Regions from separate parts of the Mus musculus genome. Here regions 1 and 2 are each linked to region 3. The links are chromatin contacts, called in public promoter capture Hi-C maps. All regions are on one chromosome and are shown on one strand. Each heading gives the region's core, a stretch centred on a gene start, on an enhancer-like site or on the middle of the called end of the contact. The rest is flanking DNA. Distances are from core to core; before and after follow the strand shown. Region 1 overlaps Frmd6 (FERM domain containing 6). Region 2 has its middle 11 kb from the start of Gm32219. Region 3 has its middle 6.0 kb from the start of Gm32369.

What was found. Promoter capture Hi-C pulls out the DNA fragments that hold promoters and counts their contacts.
Region 1: a contact with region 3 is called in a promoter capture Hi-C map of cranial neural crest. The contact joins two enhancer-like sites. A contact is called at or near these places in 11 of 39 promoter capture datasets (the C10 cell line, cranial neural crest, embryonic stem cells and 7 more), 1 of 484 Hi-C or Micro-C datasets (nephron progenitors), 1 of 115 datasets of contacts at active chromatin or transcription factors (fibro-adipogenic progenitors) and 2 of 9 other capture datasets (adipose tissue and embryonic stem cells).
Region 2: a contact with region 3 is called in a promoter capture Hi-C map of the C10 cell line. The contact joins two enhancer-like sites. A contact is called at or near these places in 5 of 39 promoter capture datasets (the C10 cell line, cranial neural crest, frontonasal cranial neural crest and 2 more) and 2 of 115 datasets of contacts at active chromatin or transcription factors (cardiomyocytes and embryonic stem cells).

The regions. Positions count from the first base shown.
Region 1 is chr12:70,866,300-70,870,209 of GRCm38.p6, forward strand. All of the region lies in intron 2 of Frmd6 (FERM domain containing 6), which reads left to right. Among named protein-coding and RNA genes, the nearest start is that of Gm32664, 35 kb to the right of the region's middle. Within about 2 kb of position 2,287, at least 27 of the 459 cell types and tissues checked have an H3K27ac peak or open chromatin away from gene starts, as enhancers often do.
Region 2 is chr12:70,523,039-70,526,770 of GRCm38.p6, forward strand. No RefSeq gene overlaps it. Among named protein-coding and RNA genes, the nearest start is that of Gm32219, 11 kb to the right of the region's middle. Within about 2 kb of position 1,888, at least 23 of the 459 cell types and tissues checked have an H3K27ac peak or open chromatin away from gene starts, as enhancers often do.
Region 3 is chr12:70,674,182-70,678,308 of GRCm38.p6, forward strand. No RefSeq gene overlaps it. Among named protein-coding and RNA genes, the nearest start is that of Gm32369, 6.0 kb to the right of the region's middle. Within about 2 kb of position 1,795, at least 9 of the 459 cell types and tissues checked have an H3K27ac peak or open chromatin away from gene starts, as enhancers often do.

The DNA of each region.
Region 1 (3,910 bases), core at 1,037-3,536, 190 kb after region 3:
AGCACATGCAATCTAGGACATACTGCATAAGCATTGAGGACACTTCCACCTTTGTCTGTTACCCAGTGAGGTATAGTGAGGTGTGTAAGGGTGTCTATGAGTGTGCAGCATGGTGTAGTGAGGTGTGTAAGGGTGCATGAGTGTGCAGCATGCACAAATGTGCAGGATGGGAGGAGTCCTAACACATCTCTCTACATGAGGAGAACTAAGAGGTGGCTACAGTTTCCAAAGGAATTCATTGGCTCTGGAGTCTCTGCCTAGGGAAATAGCTTTGGAGAGCAGACTAACAGACCCCAGGTGGGCTCATGGCATGTTTTATGGGTCATACCTAGCGTTTTTAAAACGTTCTTCCTACTGTCAACCTTCTTTTTTTTAACCCAATTTCACTCTGGTAAAATTCAGCAGACGCTGCCTTAAAGTGGTACTGTGGATTTTCCCACACGCACGCATGCTGCTGTGTAGATGGATGGCTTTAAAACTTGACCGTGTACTAGAAGTATTGGGGAGAGGCTGTTTGGGCTTCACCCATGGAGAGACTGATGTAGGTCTAGGGCAGGAGACAGGAATCTTCATTTAGCAAAATTCCTCAGTAGGGACTGGAGACTCAATAAAATCCTAAGGCAGTCAGAAAGGGTGAGGTGCGGGCCACTGAGAGAGAGAGAGAGAGAGAGAGAGAGAGAGAGAGAGAGAGAGAGCCAAGCGCTGCTTCTTACAGTACCTTGGAACCTATGTCCGTCACTGAGACTGTTGATACTGGGGACCTGGACTGAGCCATCTGCTCCGTGGCTTCCTTTACAGCTTTGGGCATGCTGCTTAGGTCTGTCGTTCATTATTTCGGTCTGGTTTCCTTATATGTGAAGTGGGACTATTCTATGCCTCATGTGGACTATATCAAGGATTTAAAGAGACTCCGTGTGTAAAGAACTTTGTATCGTGTCTGTCCGTGGAGTTACTCAGTAAGTCAGTCTTGATGGAGCATCGCCTCACATGTCCCATCCCTGTGCTCTTTGTCATTTCGTTAGGGTACTTTGTCGCTGGCATGCAGGCCCAGACTTCCTACTCCAGGGAACATAGATCCTCCGCCATGTCGAGGCTCCTCTCCTGCAAGCCTTGGGACCTCTGGAAGGATGAGGTTAAACAGCAAGGAGACTTGTCCACTGCTAGAAAAAACAATTTTAATCTTTCCAGGGCTCCCTTTCCCCACAGCAGAGAGTGGTGATTTTGCTATTTGCAGTGTTGGGCATTAGAAAATAATTGTAACAAAACTGTTTATCAGTGGCCTCCCAACCCCTCCCCCAGCAGTCAGGATGCACCCACATACACTTTTTAAAATAAAGTTTTCCCCTGGCAGGTATAGTTGACTTCGTATTGGCTTTCTGCATCTGGAGTAAGTATAATGTTTTAGTCATTTTGAATCTCCATGAATTATACTAATAGGAGCTATTTTAAATTAATCTTAATCATCAAACAAATACAAAAAAAAATGGACACTTAAAAAAGAAAATCCTGGTAAATGTAAGAGACAGAGAGTTTTTAGAGTGGCAGAAATCACAGAGCCAAGAGCTTGCACCTCCAGTCCCTGCAGTTAGGCGAACAATTCTTTCTTACCAGAGACTATTTCAAACATCCTTGCCTGGTAACAAACAATTGGCACAGCGAGGATCAAGCCCCATTCCAATTCAGAGTTCCACACAGAGGGTATTTTTAGATAAAGCCTACACTGTTGAGAATGTAGTGCTTTCTAAAGTCCCATTGCCCCTGAAGATGAAAGGGATTAAAAATTTTCACAAGCAGCCATGTGGCCTTAAAGATTTCTAGTCTGCAAATACCCAACGCTGGCTCCTGTTTTCACAGCAGGTAACACTCTCAAGCCACATCCTTATTTAATTATAGTTTTGAAACAAGAGCACTATACTTACTTGATGATCGTTAAAGAGCTCTAGCAGAAGGTTCTAGATACTTGATTCAAAGTAGCAGAACAGTAATAACTAGATGGGAGGCCTGGAAGAAAGGCACAGCCTTGTGGAGTCAAGAGTCACCACATATTTTACTTTATAAACCTTCAGTTTGTAATTTGGAGTTTAGCAGCTTGTTACATTTCATCTGACTGCTCCAATTCCAACTCAGACTTAAACGCAGCCAAGCTAAGGGTTAAAAGGGCCCCAAGAACAGTGCGACATTTTAAGTCTCAAGTTGATGGGGCTGAGTTCAGCATAAGAGCTGTCTGTAAATGTGGTCCTTTCTCCTCTCCACTGTCAGTCTGTTGTTTAAAGTTGTTTGTAACAGTATAGTTACGAGGTGGAATACTAGCCCAGTGTTTACAGTGAACGTTGGAAATAAAGAGGACTTCACTAGGACACAAAGTAAATACCCCAGCTGCTGGATCAAGCTAGCCCCAAGGGGCCAGGGGTAATGGTTTCCCAGGCAGCCAGGGGGTCTTCCCAGGGGTGAGGTGAGCTTGCGTCAATACATTGTTATTAAATTGCTGGATGACAGGGCTGGAGAGATGGCTCAGAAGCGGAAAGCACTGGTTACTCTTCCAGAGGACCCACAGGAACTCAGTCAGTTCCAGGGAAGAAAATGCTCTCCTCTGGCTTCTGAGAGTACTGCATGCTTGAGGTACACAGACATATTAGGCAAAACACCACCAGGGACATAAAAAAAGGTTTGAAAACATTTGCTGGATGGCGTGAGTATATGCTAGAGTGTCCGTAGTGGTAACTGGGAGATGAGGCTAGTGGAGCACGGTGACGGTCCTCGGGAGCTCCCTGGGAACGGGACCCCGCTCACCCTCAGGAACCACCATGGTGCCTGCCTCATGAAGGTCCTGGAGAGACGATCCTGCCTCAAATGGCCCATCTTTGTCACTGTGACAGGATCTAGAACCACTCAGGCAAACCACTCAGCATGTCTGTGAGGGGTTCTCTGGATTAGGTTAATTGACACGTGCCCTCCCCACCCCCACCTTCCTACAGCAATGGCCCACAAGCCAGGTGTTACGTCAGAGCAGCGAGAAGTAACAATAGCCTCCATGTCCTCCTCCAAGGCAGCTTCCTTCGTGGCTGCTGCCTGAAGAATGAGCACGTGCTCTGGCCCTCAGTGACTTCTGCTCTTTCCTCTGGGATTTTGCCTGTTTTCATTTTCTTAGTTTTAGTTCTGTATGAAAATATGATAGGATCACTAACTCAAAGTTAAGTAATTTAGGTAAGTAAGTAAATCATAGTCACTAAAATTATAAATTATAAAATTATACTTCAGTTATCATTGAAAAACAAAAGAACATGACGGCTGATAATGCCTATGAGAGGAAGTGGACATGTAACATGTACAGACAAAATCACAAACATGTGTTGCCCGTGTGTTAACATGTATGTAACTGTACATATAACCTTTGAGTGTCTGCCTTTGTCACTCCTCACATGACTTGGAGCAGTTTTATTTTCTACTTCTATAAAATACAGAAATTGAGCTGGATGCATTCTTGGGTGATTCAGTTTCAGTGAGGCAGATGCGGGAGGCTCACTTAACTCCCACCTGATAATTCATTCACAGTTGAGAAAGCATCAGAACTATATCTGGGGCCTGGAGATTTGCCTCAGGGTAAAAGTGCTTGCGGAGTTCAAGCCCCCAGAACCTAGTTAAAAGCTTGGCACAGCAACATAGGCATGTTACAGTGTTTAGAATCAGAGGACCAACAGCAAAGAGATTCTCAAACAAGATTGACCTTTGACTGCCCCCCCACACACACACACCATTTACACACATGTAAAAATACATGCATTTATATAAACATACATATATACAAAACAAAAATATGTAATGTCCTCTCAATTCAGAATAGCTCATCTCCAGAATCTCATATTAGTAGATATTATATTAATGTCAGTATGATTGAATTATACTGAGATTC
Region 2 (3,732 bases), core at 638-3,137, 150 kb before region 3:
AGGAAGCCATGAAGGAAAATGTTGCAAACCAAACAGCAGTTTGGTGGCTGTTCCTTCCAACATAATTAAGTCATAACTGTGAACTATACATATTATTTTTTATAAAGCCTTTCATATTAAATGGCATAAAGAAAGACGAGTTTGGCTGCCCAGGGATAATATTTTTTTGCACAAATTTAAATAAAACAACTGATTGAAGGGTTAATAATGAGACAAGGAAACGGAGGCAGGGGGTGAACTGCAGGTGACAGGAGGGATATAGGCCAAGGGCAGTGCGTGTCATGGATAGGACAGCTTAGAGGAGAACCCAACAGATGTAGAAAGCCATTGAGCAGCAAGATGAGGCTATATGAACTCAGTAAAGCCCCGGTACTCGCAAAGAGGAATTTCCTGATAGACAGTATAAATCTTATTACTCAGCTAGACTGGCTGACACTAGATGCCAAGGAAACATAAAAGCAAGCAATGATGTAATCTATTATATATAACTATTTCTGTCAGAACGTTGCTTTTGTGTGCACATTGTATTAATTCGACCTTGAGGTCAGAAACTTAGCTTTTGTCCTTACTGGTCTGCCTGTGTGTGTCTGTCAGTAGTCCCGTGAACTACTCACCTATGTTCTCCATGCCAGTCTACATGAGTATCCTTGCCTGCTCATGTTCATGTGTTCTGGCATGTGCCTGTGTGCGCCTGATGGGTTTCTGTTTGCCTAGCCGTCTATGTGGCAGCCTGTGCCAAGGCAAAACAAAGTGTTCTATGTCTTATCTGCCATAGTCCCTTGAAATCTTTTCAATCCCCCAGGCTCTGATTACCTTCTTCTGTTCCTGGCATTAGAGCACAGTTCCCACATGTTATGTCTCCTCACATTCTTTTACCACCAGAAGCACATAGTTCTCGATTCTAGTTTGTACCTTCACCCTGGATAATAGATTTCCATTCTATGATCAACCACCTTCATCCTGATCATGGGAAATGGTAAGGAGATCAAATCACATTCCTTCTTTCTGAAGGATGTGAGATAGTGCATGTGGGAGAAACTAAATATGGAGAGAAGTAACCAGTCGTTTTCGAAGAGGGACTCCACCTTTATCCCTTTGACAATTTCAGATGCAAACCCAGAAAAAGGCCAGCAGTTCCCAGGAGAGTTTAAACGGGACTGGAATTTTGCAAGACAAAGTAAGGATTACTATCGTGGTTGGGAATACATGCTATTTATCTTTGATGAGCCTTTCTGAACTTGAACAACGAATTTCCAATATTTACCACTGGGTCAATAACAAGTTTCAAAGGGATTTTGGATGAAAAGTTCAGTATGTATTAAAATGTTCTCATTTCTGGCTTCCATTGTAAACCATTTTGAATGGCAGGGCAGAAAAATCAGAGTCCCGTGTTCAGTCTCATGTTCCAGAGCAATGTTTATGGGCACAGTGAGGGAGGTTGTAGATCCAGTAATAGGTATGTCTTCTCAAGGGCTGCACCATATTCTTCTGTGGTTTGAAAACTCTGAAACCACAAGTTTCTAAATAGATCTTTCCTGGCTATAAATTGGGTGTCTTAGAGATTTAAAAAAACGTTTCCTATATTTATTCATCTTATGCTCTCTCTCTCTCTCTCTCTCTCTCTCTGTCTGTCTGTCTCTCTCTCTCTCTCTGTGTGTGTGTGTGTGTGTGTGTGTGTGTGTATGTACGTGAGAGAGAGGTCTGTGGGTGAGCAACCCTACCCACTCTACCATCCCACCAGCTTTCTCTTGTATTTGTTTTGTAAGAGATGGAAAGCTAGATTGCACAAGCAGCTGCTCCTTGCTTTTCAAAGGACTCTATTCACATGGCTTTATCAACTGTGTTATGGGAAAGGCTTGAGGAAGTTGGCAAACCCCGGCGAGAGTATCTCATGGTTTCCCTAAGGTTGAGCCACTAGAAAGGGAAGGTGGCCTGCCACCAGGAAGAACTCCAAGGGACAAAGCCTCCCTGTGAAGGCCTTGTTCTAAATACACAAACCCTGAGCCTTCGAGAATGAGCAGACCTACAGGGTTGCAGTTTGGTTTAGTAAGTTCAGAGCAGAATTACAAATATAATGGGTGATTAAAAGAGAACAGAGCCGAGTTTCCAAAGGACACATTGAGCACAAAGAGTTCTTTGGTTGTGTACAATCCACATGAAACTTCACTGTGACAGAACCATCTGACCGACAGCTCTCAGGTTCACCTCCTCTTTAGAGCAGTAATTTGAACAATCAAGACATCATCCATTGTGACTTCTTATGAAAAGTACAGCATTTGGGTTTTTTTTTTCCGTTTTCTTTTTTTTAAACCTCATTAATGTTAATGGATGACTTTAGCAGGGAAGGAAGTGTTCACCTGATTGTTTGATACAATTGGAGGTAATGACTCCACCAGCGGTGACCTCCCAGCTCAGACACCGATGTGGGACAAGCACTTAAGGAACATTAAAAAGTCCTGTGTGATTAAATTAGCCTGGATTGGAGCCAAAAACACTGTCTGTGGATTATATCTTTGTCTGAGACTTTTCTGGGGAAAAGCATTTCTTTCTTTTTTAGAAATCATAGAAGCTCTCAGAGAGTAGGGCAATTAAAGCAAAATTTTGATCAGACAGATAGTTTATACAGGTCTGCTTGGGATTATTCTGGTATAACTACTCAAAATCCCAAGTCTTAGAAAAATTCCCTGAATCTTGGATAAACTGGGAGCATTGGTAAGTCTACTTTTTGTTGTTGCAAATCTCTTTTTGACAAACTCTACAAGAGACTTAACTTTCACCAGATTTTCTTCTCCACTGTGAGTTAAAGTCAACATCCCTACATGCTTTCTCCTGTTCTGCCTTCTTCAACACAAGTTTCTTCCTCCTCTACCCCATAGATGTGGCTACCCAAAGACTGCACTCCACAGTCCACTCCACATTCCCCAGTCTGGTCTCTATCCTCCGAGTTACTTTGTCTCAGCCCCTCCACCTGCTCCTTGGATGTTCTTGTTCTATTAACAATCCTATTATTCTCCTCTGGCCAGGCTCTTCTGACTAGATACTCAAGTAACACACCAAACTGAGCTCATAGCTTTGCACACTGCTGGACAAAAAGTCCGTGAGCTCCGTGCCATGCCCCACAGCAGGTTCTCATATGGACAGATTGGCATTTCTTTAACTCAGTTGGCTGCTGTATCCCACGGTTGACTAATAGCAATTCGTGTCAATAGAGAAACATGGAGACTTTTTATACATGCTGTTATTGGAGGTTCTACCATCCCAAGATTGTGCAATTTACCTTTAGATCCAAATGCTGCACGTTGATCGTTTAGAGTGAACTCATTATTCCAATCCATGACTCCAGCTTTGGATCATAACTCCATCACCTAAATTACACACGCCAACAACTCAGTTCCAGCTTCATGTAGTCTGCTAATGTTTTTAACGTGTCAACATCTGTAGTCATTCAAGTAATTGGCAGAACTGTTGACCGGGTCAGGATGGAAATACATTGGTAGCTGTTTCTGCACAAAAGCAGGTGTTCAAGTTAATACTTTATTTAACATGATCTCTCTTGACGGGCTTCCTTTCCAGATTTTGAAGGAGAAGCTGAAATTTGGAAGTACAAATACATTGTACCAATACTTCCCTCATTTTCAGCCAGCAGCCTCTGTCATCTTCAACCCACAACTTCAGTAAAACAACTGTGCAGATCCACAAACAGACCTGGGGTGCACTCAATAACTCAGATAC
Region 3 (4,127 bases), core at 545-3,044:
TTCTGAGGAGTCTTTTCTGGTGTCTCCTGGGGTCCTTCTTTTCCACTTTGGATCATATCTGAATGCTTCTGGCCTGAAGTAAGGATGACTGGGCCTTCCTTTGTCCTTGGCCCAGGCCATCCCTGCCACTGGACAATGAAACATCAGTCGTTCTACTGCAGACCCGGAGTCAAGGCTGGTAGGTGTGGCCATGGCCTTTTTCCCAGAATGCACTCTTCCTTCTCACTTCTTCCCTATATCTTCTTCCTTTCTGGCTTTGCTGTGTCATTCCCTCCTCTAGAAAGTCCTGACTTTATCCCTTGCAGTCCTTTGGCTCTGCCTGCCTCCAAACTCATGCTGAGCACAGTCTCTGTAGTAGACATCTTTTCCAGGGCTGTAAAACCCTGATCTAGTATATACTTTACAATATACTTGTAAGCTGGGGAAAATAAAAGGAGAGGCAGGGAAGGAAGGAAGGAAGGAAGGAAGGAAGGAAGGAAGGAAGGAAGGAAGGAAGGAAGGGAGGGAGGGAGGGAGGGAGGGAAGAAGGGAGGGAGGGAAGAAGGGAGGGAGGGAGGGAGGGAGGGAGGGAGGGAGGGAGGGAGGGAGGGAGGGAGGGAGGGAGGGAGAAACCGAGTCTCCTACCTGTTTGTGAGTAAGGTCAGATTGATGGGCTGCTGCAGAGCCTCCACTACAACCTATGAGGAGAGATAGTTGAGCTGAGCCTGAGGATTGCCCGAGAGAAGACAGTACAGAGCCACGAGGAGGGGCAGAAGCTGCTGCCATCCCAGCCTGCTCAGCTCCCTTTTCTACCATGAAGCCTCAGAAAAGGTCTGCTAGAGACCACCAGGGAGACCAAAGGACTCCTCCACGGCCTGTGGTGACTTTTCTCTACAGTGCTCTGTCATGCCTGTCTTTGAGGCCTGGCAGCTGACATTTATCTTGGTCCCCATTGATACAGAAGCACTGTGCAACCTGCTCATCGCTTGCCATTTAAGGCCCACGGGGTCCCTTGGGCATGGGGGTAGGGAGTTCTGCTTGCCCAGCGCTGGTACTTCTGGAGACAGGCTCCAGCCTTAAAGGTCAAGTTTTCCATGCCTGTTTTCCCTTCTCTTGATGTTCAGCTTGTACAGTTAACCCCTTGAAGGCCCAGGGGCCTCTATTCATCATCTTCCACTGTCCACTCCTAGGAAACGATTCCCATGAAGAAGTCAAGAAGTCTCTGGGCTACTTACCCTTCAACTCCATGTGTTACTAGTGATGGCCGAGGCTCGCTCAGGAGGGGTGCTCTCACCTCCTGAGCCCCTTCATCCTTTCGATCTATGATTTCAAGTCTTCTGGGATGTAGATTTGTGTCTCACAAGGCTAGAGATGTCAGGGATTGGCTCGTGCTAATCTCAGTACCAAGGGGTTGGCTAGTGTTCTCTGGCTAACTTGGACAGTGCCTTGGGCCTCCATCTCTTTAGGTTTCTTGGAAACCGTTGTTATTGTGAGATTTGGAATGAATTACTGAAATATAACCAGCTTTGATATTTGGCCTTAACTTTAAGCCTCAAAGGCTTTCCTTTAAAAAAAAATGAGCAAATTAGAGATTCAAAATGAAAAATATTAAAGGAGGATAATCTCATTGAGTACCTACTGTGAGCCAGTACTCTACTCTACTAGACTTTTTTACATATGAAGCTGCATTCCATCCTGACCGCAACCAACAGAACAGAAAGACTGAAGGCTACGAATTATAAAGACTTAGGCTAGTCACCATGGTGACAGTGGAGTACAAATGTAGGTCAGAGTCAAACCTTGATTTCAAACAACTTCTCTGTGGACAGCGTCCTCAGATGCCTCCTCTCATATAATCGCCACAACCCTGGAACACAGGCACAGACACAGACATGACACTTAACTTGGCGGGTGAGAAAACTGAGAGTCAAGTACTTCCTGTCTAATGGAAACTAAAGCTCCCATTACATTTACTCCTCTCAAACACAGCGGATTTCCTGGGAAATGATGTGGACCTGAAAATGTTTAAGCTCCTGGGTCCTAGTTAACAGTATTCTCTTCACATAGCTTCTGATTGTCCCAGCCTGATGTCAGGTTATAAACAATGTGACAGCCTCCATCTTTGCCACAGCCTCCCTCTCTGAGGCCACTCATTCTAAGGGACGCCAGCTGTCTCGCTGTGAGAGATGATGTGGAGAGAGGCTCCTGTGGAGAGCAGTGTGGTGAAAGTACCTCAGCTGCTGTAGGATCCCAAGCCTTTTCACCAGAAAACTGCCATCAGCTACATCCAGGCCTTGTAAGCAGAAGGCGCCAGTTAAACATTGCTACAGGGCAAACATCATAAACAGCCATGACCTAAAACTACTTCAATGAATTCTTTCTCATGGCTCACTGGGCTAACAAACCCACGATTTCTTCTGCTGGCTTGTCCTCTGCATACACATGCACTTCGTGAGCTACAGGTTTAAATGGGAGTCACTCCAGGGATCAGGGCAGCTGGGACACCTGAGCTGACCTTTTGTGGAAGACTTTATCAACAGCTGGATAAGAGCAGGAGCTACAGAATGTCTTGCGGGCTGGCCTTGGAAATTGAATATCACCTCTGCCGTGTTCTATGGAGTAAGTCAAGTGAAGGATCCACCTAGGTTTGAAAGATGGAGATGTGAATGCTTGGTTTTTCTCTTGTTCTTGTTATTTTGAGCAAAGTCCTGCCTTTCACCATTGCTTATCATGACAGGTGCTGCATACCTCACCCACCTACCTATCCTCAAATTTCTAGCAATCCTCCGACCTCAGGATCCACATGTAGAAAAAACTTGTTTCTTGTTTCAAATGTATTTTTATTAAATTTTTGAGAATTTCGTGCAGTGTATTTTGGTCATTTTTACGCTAACCCTTCCCTCAACTCTCTCTAGATCCATCCTCCCGTCTCTACCAACCCAATGTCATGGAGTTTTGTTTTGTTTTGTTTTGTTTTGTCTTGTTTTGTTTTGTTTTGTTTTGTCTTTAACCATAGCTCGTGGAACCCAGTTTATGCTGCCCATATCCTCCTAGGTGTAGAATCATCCACTGCAGTGTAGTCAACCTACCAGGGGCACGCTCTTAAAGAAAACCAATTATTCCTCCCTCTGAAGCCATCAGCTGTCCACAGCCCCTCAGTTGACAACATCTTCAAATAATTTGCTCTTATTTTGAATTACTGAAACCCACCTTCTGACAATGTGTATACATGCCTCCCTTGTGCAAACCATGATCATCTTCTCAAGGCCCCCCGAACTCTTTTTCACTGACCACACAAGGTTCAAAGTTCACCATCTTATGTTCTGCATCCAGTTCAGATATGCTAAAGGTATCTTGTATCATAATAGGTCTCTTCATCCAGAGGGGAAGTGTCTTAGTTAGGGCTTCTACTGCTGTGAAGAGACACCATGACCATGACAACTCTTATAATGGTAAACATTTCACTGAAGCTGGCTAGCAGTTCAGAGATTGAGCCCATTACCATCATGGTGGGAAGCATGGTGGCATGCAGGCAGACACAGTGCTGGAAAGGAACTGGAAGTTCTACATTAGGATCCACAGGCAGCAGAAAGAGAGTGAGACACTGGGCCTGCCTTGAGCTCTTGAGACCTCAAAGCTCACCCACATTATCACACTTCCTCCAACAAGGCCACACCTATTTCAACGAGGCCACATCTCCTAATAGTGCCACTCCCTATGAGCCGGTGGGGGCCCTTTTCGTTCAAAGGACTGCAGAAAGATTACCTTCCAACATAGCCAGTCTAAGTCTATCTCTTTCCCCTAAGATCTGCTTCCAAACTAAGCCGTATACCTGACATCTAAGGAAGCTCCCGAATAGGCCGATCCTTCACTGTGAAGGAGAGAGATAAGCCACAGCACTGACAGGCAGTCCATAGCTATTCTTGATCTGTCTGATCAGGCTGCCAAGTTCTCCTACCTAAGCAGGCCTGGTTCCTTGAAAAAAATCCTGGCTCTACTTTTGACTCACTACCTGGGTTCTTTAGTCTACATTCTGAGATGTCTTTAGGGGAAGAAATGGCTTATGTTTGCTGTTCCATAGTGCTCTCAGTGTGATGCCTGACTCTGGACAGTGGAGAGTCAAGACTTTTCCTGTCATTTTAAACTGC